Regions from separate parts of the Mus musculus genome. Here region 1 is linked to region 2. A link is a contact called in public ChIA-PET data. All regions are on one chromosome and are shown on one strand. The core of a region is the stretch at or near the end of the contact, and the rest is flanking DNA. Distances in the headings are between cores, read along the strand shown.

What was found. ChIA-PET counts read pairs in DNA pulled down with a chosen protein or histone mark.
Region 1: a contact with region 2 is called in an RNA polymerase II ChIA-PET map of effector CD8 T cells, with 9 read pairs. The contact joins two enhancer-like sites. A contact is called at or near these places in 3 of 39 promoter capture datasets (embryonic stem cells, liver and stem cell-derived epiblast-like cells), 1 of 115 datasets of contacts at active chromatin or transcription factors (effector CD8 T cells) and 2 of 9 other capture datasets (embryonic stem cells and liver).

The regions. Positions count from the first base shown.
Region 1 is chr10:20,099,578-20,103,381 of GRCm38.p6, forward strand. It overlaps Map3k5 (mitogen-activated protein kinase kinase kinase 5), which reads left to right. Exons shown (of 30, transcript NM_008580.4): 16 at 1-55; 17 at 484-620. Among named protein-coding and RNA genes, the nearest start is that of Map7, 70 kb to the right of the region's middle. Within about 2 kb of position 1,419, at least 3 of the 459 cell types and tissues checked have an H3K27ac peak or open chromatin away from gene starts, as enhancers often do. A contact at or near this core is called in effector CD8 T cells, where this site is marked.
Region 2 is chr10:19,611,691-19,615,268 of GRCm38.p6, forward strand. No RefSeq gene overlaps it. Among named protein-coding and RNA genes, the nearest start is that of Il22ra2, 8.5 kb to the right of the region's middle. Within about 2 kb of position 1,666, at least 127 of the 459 cell types and tissues checked have an H3K27ac peak or open chromatin away from gene starts, as enhancers often do. A contact at or near this core is called in effector CD8 T cells, where this site is marked.

The sequences.
Region 1 (3,804 bases), core at 169-2,668, 490 kb after region 2:
GGCTCCTTCAGTGAGAACGGCTTCATCAAAATCTTCATGGAGCAAGTCCCAGGAGGTAAGGGGTGCCTGTCTTACCTTCAGAAGTGTGAATTTCTAAGGCCTGAAGAAGAGCTAGATTGAATGGAATTTGTTAGAGTCCAGATCTTGATTTGTCTGTGTTGAGACAATGGTCAGATGGGTGACATGAACTTGACGCTACTCAGCAGGCAGTACAGACATTTTGAAACCGGTCTAGTTTCAGTCACTGTGGCATGGATTGAATGAAGCTAGCAACTGAGTATCCTATTACTGGCTGCCTTCAGAATAGGGATATTTTCATACATGTTCCTATGTTTCATACATGTTCCTATTTGAACCCAGGCAACCAGCAGAGTCTGGCCTACTGTGAAGAGCCAGTGCATTCTGGCTTCATTTAGTGTCACGCTATGTATTTGCTTTAAAGAGCTTGAATGAGTTTTGCTCACTGTTTCTCTTATCTTATAGGAAGCCTCTCTGCTCTCCTTCGTTCAAAATGGGGCCCATTAAAGGACAACGAACAGACGATTGGCTTCTATACGAAGCAGATACTGGAAGGATTAAAATACCTTCACGACAATCAGATAGTCCACCGGGATATAAAGGTAGGGTGCCCCATGCCTCAGCCTCCTGCGGTTCTTTCTGGGTACTACTATATCCGAAAATGTCATGTTGTGTTCTGAGTGTTCATTGTGAGTGGGGAGTAAGGAAATGGGAGCGGGTAACAGAGCTGCCAGTTCTTGTCCCCTGCGCACAGTTATGTTCATGCCATCGTCTTCCGTATGGTATAGCTTCCTTACGCACTGAAGCAGTAGACTTTGCTGCCATTCTGTGGGGTTTTCTAGGAGCTCTGTAGGGTGGACTTTAGTACTCCCATGTTGAACAGGACATGGCCTCTTCCTGAGGATCTGCCATGCCTATTAATCCTTATATAAAGTACTAAAATAAAAACATCGGCTTCTCTTGAAAAACTGAATGTTCAAAAGTAATAAACCTTAGCTTTTTGAAATTAAAATATAATTACATCATTTCCCTCCTATTTCCCCTTCTCTCTCTCTAACCCTTCCTCTACATCCCCTTGCTTTCTTTCAAGTTCATGGCCTCCATTTCTCTAATTGTTGAGATATATATTCCTAAATGTGTAAATACAATCTGCTCAGTCTATAAAGTGTTTCTTGATTTCAGGGCTGACCTCTTGGGATTGGATAACCAATCTGGGGGCTCCTCCCTGGGGAAGAGTTCTATTTCTCCTGCTCTCAGCATTGCTTATTTGCCTGTAGTTCTTTGTCTAGAGTGGATGTCCCATGAGATTTTTGACTTCCATGTTAGTGTGTCTGTTGGTGTCATCTTTGTCTAGGTCTTGTTTAAGCAGCCACGTTGATGAGACTTCCTGGGTGTAGCCTCTCTCACCTTTCTAGGAGAGGAAACCTCACAGCAAACTTTCTGTTACTTTCTGGATCTTACAATCTTTCTGTCTTCTCTTCTGCCATGACTCTCAAGCCTTTGGTGAAGGAGCTGTGTTGTAGGTGTATGGTTGGTCCAGGGTGACAGACAATACTGTCACTTCTCTGCATTTTGATCAATTACAGATTTCTTTATTGGTCTGTCTATTGCAAAGAGAAGTTGCTTTGATGAGAAATGAGAACTATACTTTTCTGTGGTCATAAGCATAAATGTTTTCAGAATGGAGTTAGGGGTCATGGCGCTTTAGTAGAGTGGTAGATAGTGGATCTCCTCCAAGGTTCATGACTTTATAGTCCCTTGCAATTGGCTGGGTTTCTAGTGCTAAGCTTGATTTCCCTCTTGTTGAGTGAACCTTAAGTCCAGTTAAGAACTCTTGGTTACCAGTAAATATGCTTACCACTATGCTCTTAGGGATACTGTGCGGTGCTAGTTTTGGTTCATAGGCATCATAGCTGGGTACTTCCTTTCTTTGGAAGCTTGCATGGCATCTTCTGCTACAACGAAGGCTCGGCCTCATGGAGGAAGCTCTAAAATCAGAGCCAGCTTGGATCCCTCATGTCTGTGTCCAAAGTATATGGTATGTTCAGCAACAGAGACTTCCGTTCAGCCTCTGGGAAGCATCCAAGGCAGTGACAATAGCCAGGTATAGGGAGTCTCTTCGACAACTCTAACCCACAGCTCAAAAGGCTACGTCTCATGCCTGGTGCTGGGGCTTTTGTTACTAGTGTATGGCTTCTGGGGAGAGCATTGTCAGCCCAGATGGGAAATTTCATATATATAGTATGTGTGCATATGTGTATATATGTATAGGCTTGCATGTCTTATATGTAATTCTGATAGATAATAACTGATTCCTTATGACTTTTTCTTACTCTTATTTTACCCTCTTCTCTCCTGCTTTATTAACTTCCCTCCACCTCCCTAATTACCAGGACAGCCAGAGGTACACAGAGAAACCCTGTTGCAAAAAAAAAAAAAAAAAAAAAAAAAAAAAAGTGCCCCTGCTTTTCCCTCTACAAGTCAGTTGCACCCAGATATTTACCTATATTGATTCCCACCATGCTCCATGGTTCCTTTTACCTTCTGGTTTCTGTGGTTAGTCTAGTTTATTTGCTCACATCTGAAGACTTGGAGCTAGGGACCACAGATGAGAAAGAACATGGGGCATTTGTCTTTCTGGGTTTGGGACATCTCACTCAACATGATCTTTTCTAGTTCTGTCCACCTGCCTGAAAAGTTTATGATTTCATTTTTCTTTACAGCTGAGCAGTCCCCCATGATGTATATGGTCCATGATTTCATTATCCGCGAGTCATTTGACAGATATGTAGGTTGTTTCATTTCCCAGCTATTGTGAACAGAGCAGCAGCAGTCATGGCTGATCGGTGGAGTAGATGTCAAGTCCTTTGGGCATACGCCTAAGCGCGATATAGCTGTGTCATGTGGTAGACTTAGCTTTTTGAGGATTCTCCAAAGCAGTTTGCAGTCCCATCAACAGTGAATGGGGGTTCCCTATACCCCTGTAACATTTGTTGTTGATTATTTTATTGATTTTTGCCATTCTGACTGGGGTAAGATGAAATCTGAAAGTTACTTCAATTTGTATTTCCCTAATCACTAGGGACAAGGGATAATTTTTTCGAGCTATTTCTTAGTTATTTTTATTTCTTCTTTGGAGAACTCTGTTCATATCCCAAGCCCATTTACGAATTGGTCCTTTGGTGTTCTTTGACTCTGATTTTTGAGTTCTTTATGTATTCTATATATTAATCCTCTATCAGATGTATAGCTGGCAAAGATTTCTTCCTAACTATGGGCTTCCTCCTGATTTGATTGTTTCTTAGGTGTGAATAAGCTTTTTAGTTTATTAGGTCCCACTTGTTGATTATTGAAGTCCTGCTTAGGAAAATCATTTTCTATCCCTGTATCTTGCAGGGTACTACCTGAGTTTTCTACTATCAAAAAATGATAACGTTTTGACAGACCCTGGCTTTTTTCTTTTCTTTTTTTTTTTTTAAGATTTATTTTATTTATATGAGTACACTGTAGCTGTCTTCAGACACACCAGAAGAGGGTGTCAGATCTCGTTACAGATGGTTGTGAGCCACCATGTGGTAGCTTGGAATTGAACTCAGGACCTCTGGAAGAGCAGTCAGTGCTCTTAACTACTGAGCCATCTCTCCAGCCCAAGCCTGGCTTTCTTAAAGTATGTTCCTTTGGTAAACAAACAAAATGAGTTCACCTTTTGGTGAATACAAAGCCAAAAAGTGCAACCAGGAGATTAAAAGAGAAGGGCATTTCACTATTGAGAGCAAGCAGAGGTTT
Region 2 (3,578 bases), core at 416-2,915:
TGAGCCAAGGCAAATTATGAGTGCACCTTGACTAGAGGATTTAAGGTAGGGCAGGAGAGTGTGCAGGCTCCGTGCAAATATTAGATGCTTCTATACAAGAGACTTGAGTGGACCTTAGTGGATTGCAGGAACCCTAGACGCAATCTTGTACCAAGGAGCTATTTCCAGTATTCAGAACATGTCCTTTTGCAATCACAACTGAGTGCATTTTACTCCTGACTAACTACTCTGATACTGTTTACTAAGGCATGAACATTTATCATGTTGGATTGCCATCCCTCTGAACAATGGCTGTTCATTCATTAGTCAGTTCTGTGTGTGTATCACAGTTTTAATCTTTAAAGCTTTCTTCTAGTGTATATTAGAGCTCTCAGCATTGTGACAGACGCCTGAGAGAAACAACTGATGGGAGAAGAGATGTATTTGGGCTCACGGCTTTGGAAGTTTCACACCATGGTCAGCAGTCACCGTTGCTTTTAGGTGTGTGGTAAAACAGAAACATCAGGACCAATGGACATGCCAAAATCACGTCATGACATCCAGGAAACAGAAAAATAGCAGGATGGGCCAGAGTAAAAATAGACTGTTCACACCCATGCCGTCCAATGTCGCCCCTACGCTCCAGTTCCAGTGTTGTTTACTCAATAGACTAACTCATCAGTGGCTTAAGACGTTAGATCTGAGCCCCAGGCTCTGTTCATCTGTGGGAAAGCCCTCAGCTACTGAGGAGTGCGCTTCACTAGTCTAGGCATCTTTCTACTGATTTTTTGTAATAATTGTTTTTTGTTTTGTTGTGTTTTGTTTTTTTTTTTAATTATCTATGTATACAAGTACATTGTGGCTATCTTTCAGACATACCAGAAAAGGGCATCAGATCCCATTACAGATGATTGTGAGCCACCATGCGGCTGCTGGGAATTGAACTTAGGACCTCTGAAGAGCAGTCAATGCTCTTAACCACTGAACCATCTCTCTAGCCCCTAGCTGTTTTGGGGGGCTTTGTTTGTTTGTTTGTTTGTTTGTTTTCTAAGGTCAACTATAGACTTACAGACTTTTTTTTCTTTGCCAGATTCCACCCCTTCCCCCATTTGAAGTTCTTTGGGGATTTGAATCAGCATTCTATCACTATAATGCTTACTAATAATGACTAATTTTCCATAGTTAAATGCTCTTCAATACAAGTCTTTTATGTCCCTTATTCGCTTTAGACATCCTAAGCACAGGGTATTTCTTACTACGTTTATTTTTAGCATGCTGTTCTATGTTTTGTGTTGACAAATGGAATATTCTCTCATATTGAGGTTTATGAATGGCTTCATGTTTAAACAGAAATACTATCACATCAAGTCATCTAAGCCTTTTCATGGTTTCTGACTGGCTTCCCCAGTGAGTATTTGCGCTTTCACAGGTTAGAGCCTTTGCTGGGTGCTGTCCTCTTACCTCAGGGCAGCTCCCCTGGGGTTCCAGTACAGAGCACAGCCAAGCCATTGCTTCACCCAGCCTTGCCTTGTAACCATACGCCTGTCTACTCAGTCTGCACTTCATCTCTCTCCCTCCTTGCTCCTTTTCACGGTAACTCAGCATAAAAGTGGCAAAACAGCGGCTGCTATCTTGCCTTGAAATTTCCTTCACTGAGCAGAGTCTGTTACTTTAAAACAGCCTGTCTCAAGGTCTCAGGAAACGGGCAAGAGGAAGCCAGATTCTATGCCACATTGTAACCTCATGAGCCAGCCCCCAACAGCCTCCAGTCTCTCCTCCTAGTCTTCCAAACTCCCACCACAGCTGTTGAGCTGTTTACAAGTTTCTAAGGGAGTTTTCAGCCTGGATTCTCAAACTCTTCCATAATCCTCTCACAGACGCTCTAAAGACCATAACAGTCATACCAACACCCTCATAACAACACCACTCTCAGTACCGACTTAGTGACAAGCATGAATTACTTGTGTTGTAGATTAGGCGCTCTGCCAGCCTGACTTTGGGCAACTCAGCCACAGCCACTTAAGTAACTCACCACTGTCAGGGGCTGTGCCTTTCCACCATGCAATAGGAGAACCTTTTAAAGTGTGCTGGCCACCCCAGATCTCTGTGGGCATCTTGCTTATTCATTCTGTCTGTATCTGTTTCTGTCTCCATCTCCCTGTCTGTTTTCTATCTGTCTGTCTGCCTATTTGTCTGTCTGTCTGTCTGTCTGTCTGTCTGTCTCCCTGTCTGTCTCCCTGTCTACCTGTCTGTCTCCCTGTCTGTCTGCCTGTCTGTCTGTCTGCCTGCCTATCTTCCTGTCTGTCTGTCTGCCTATCTTCCTGTCTGTCTGTCTCCCTGTCTGTCTGTCTGTCTGTCTGTCTGTCTGTCTGCCTGTCTGACTGACTGTCTGACTTTCTGTCTGTCTGCCTGTCTCCCTGCCTGTCTCCCTGTCTGTCTGTCTGCCTATCTTCCTGTCTGTCTGTCTGCCTGTCTCCCTGCCTGTCTCCCTGTCTGTCTGTCTGCCTATCTGACTGACTGTCTGACTGTCTGTCTGTCTGTCTGTCTGTCTGTCTGTCTGTCTGACTAGCTGGTTCATGCCCCCACTCTGAGACACCCTTTCAATCTCCTCTGTCTCCCAGCAGATGTCTTGCCTTCAGCCTATTCTGTGGCATGATCTCTGAGTATCACACCTTGGCCCCAAACCACCAGGGTACCTGGACAGAAGCGGATTTGGGAGAGAGTGTTTGCTTGGCCTACAGGTTGAGAGGTTACATCCCCGTCACGGAAAGCTTAGTGGGAAGAGCTGCAAACACTGAGTGATAGTTGGGAAGCAGGAAGGTTAATAGAAGGGTCAGGGGCAATTTAAAACCTCAAGTTCCACCTCCAGTGACCCACTTCCTCCAGCAACCCCCACCTTCCTACATTATACAACTTCCCAAACAAAGTGACACCATCAGGAACTGCAGGGACTTTCAGTATGATGGAGCCAAGGTATGGTTAAGGGGCAGGCTTTTATTGTAGACATGAGGGAGAACACAGCCAGAGGTGTCTCCACAGCAGGGAGGGAGGGAGGGAGGGAGGGACGGAGGGAGGGAGGGAGGGAGGGAGGGAGAGAGAGAGAGAGAGAGAGAGAGAGAGAGAGAGAGAGAGAGAGAGAGAGAGAAAGAGAAAGAGAAAGAGAGAGAAGAGGATTGAACAGCATTATAAGGAGAGATTGGCAGTGTGCAGGGCTGGGAGAAGGTTGGGATTCAGGGTAAACCAGAAGAACTGAGAAGAGCCAGAATGCCAGCATAGACTCTACAACAGGTACTTGTGACAGTGGGAGAGCGTGGAGGCCACCATGTGCCTCCATATGCTAATAGGCAGCACAGTTTGCCTTTTGCCCCTTCTGCCAGAGATAAATGGCCCCTTTGATGGAGGGGAACCAGCTTCAGGAGTTGCTGAGGAAAGCTGACTTTTTCTCTACCTGACAGAACTTGGGGGAGTTTTCTTTAGACCTGACAGGGACCAAATAGTCAAACGCGTGAACCAACAGGGAAGAGTTCACATAGTTGGACTAAAGTAGAGCATTCCCTATCCAATGAAGGTAAGTGACTCGGATAACAAAGGCAGCTGCT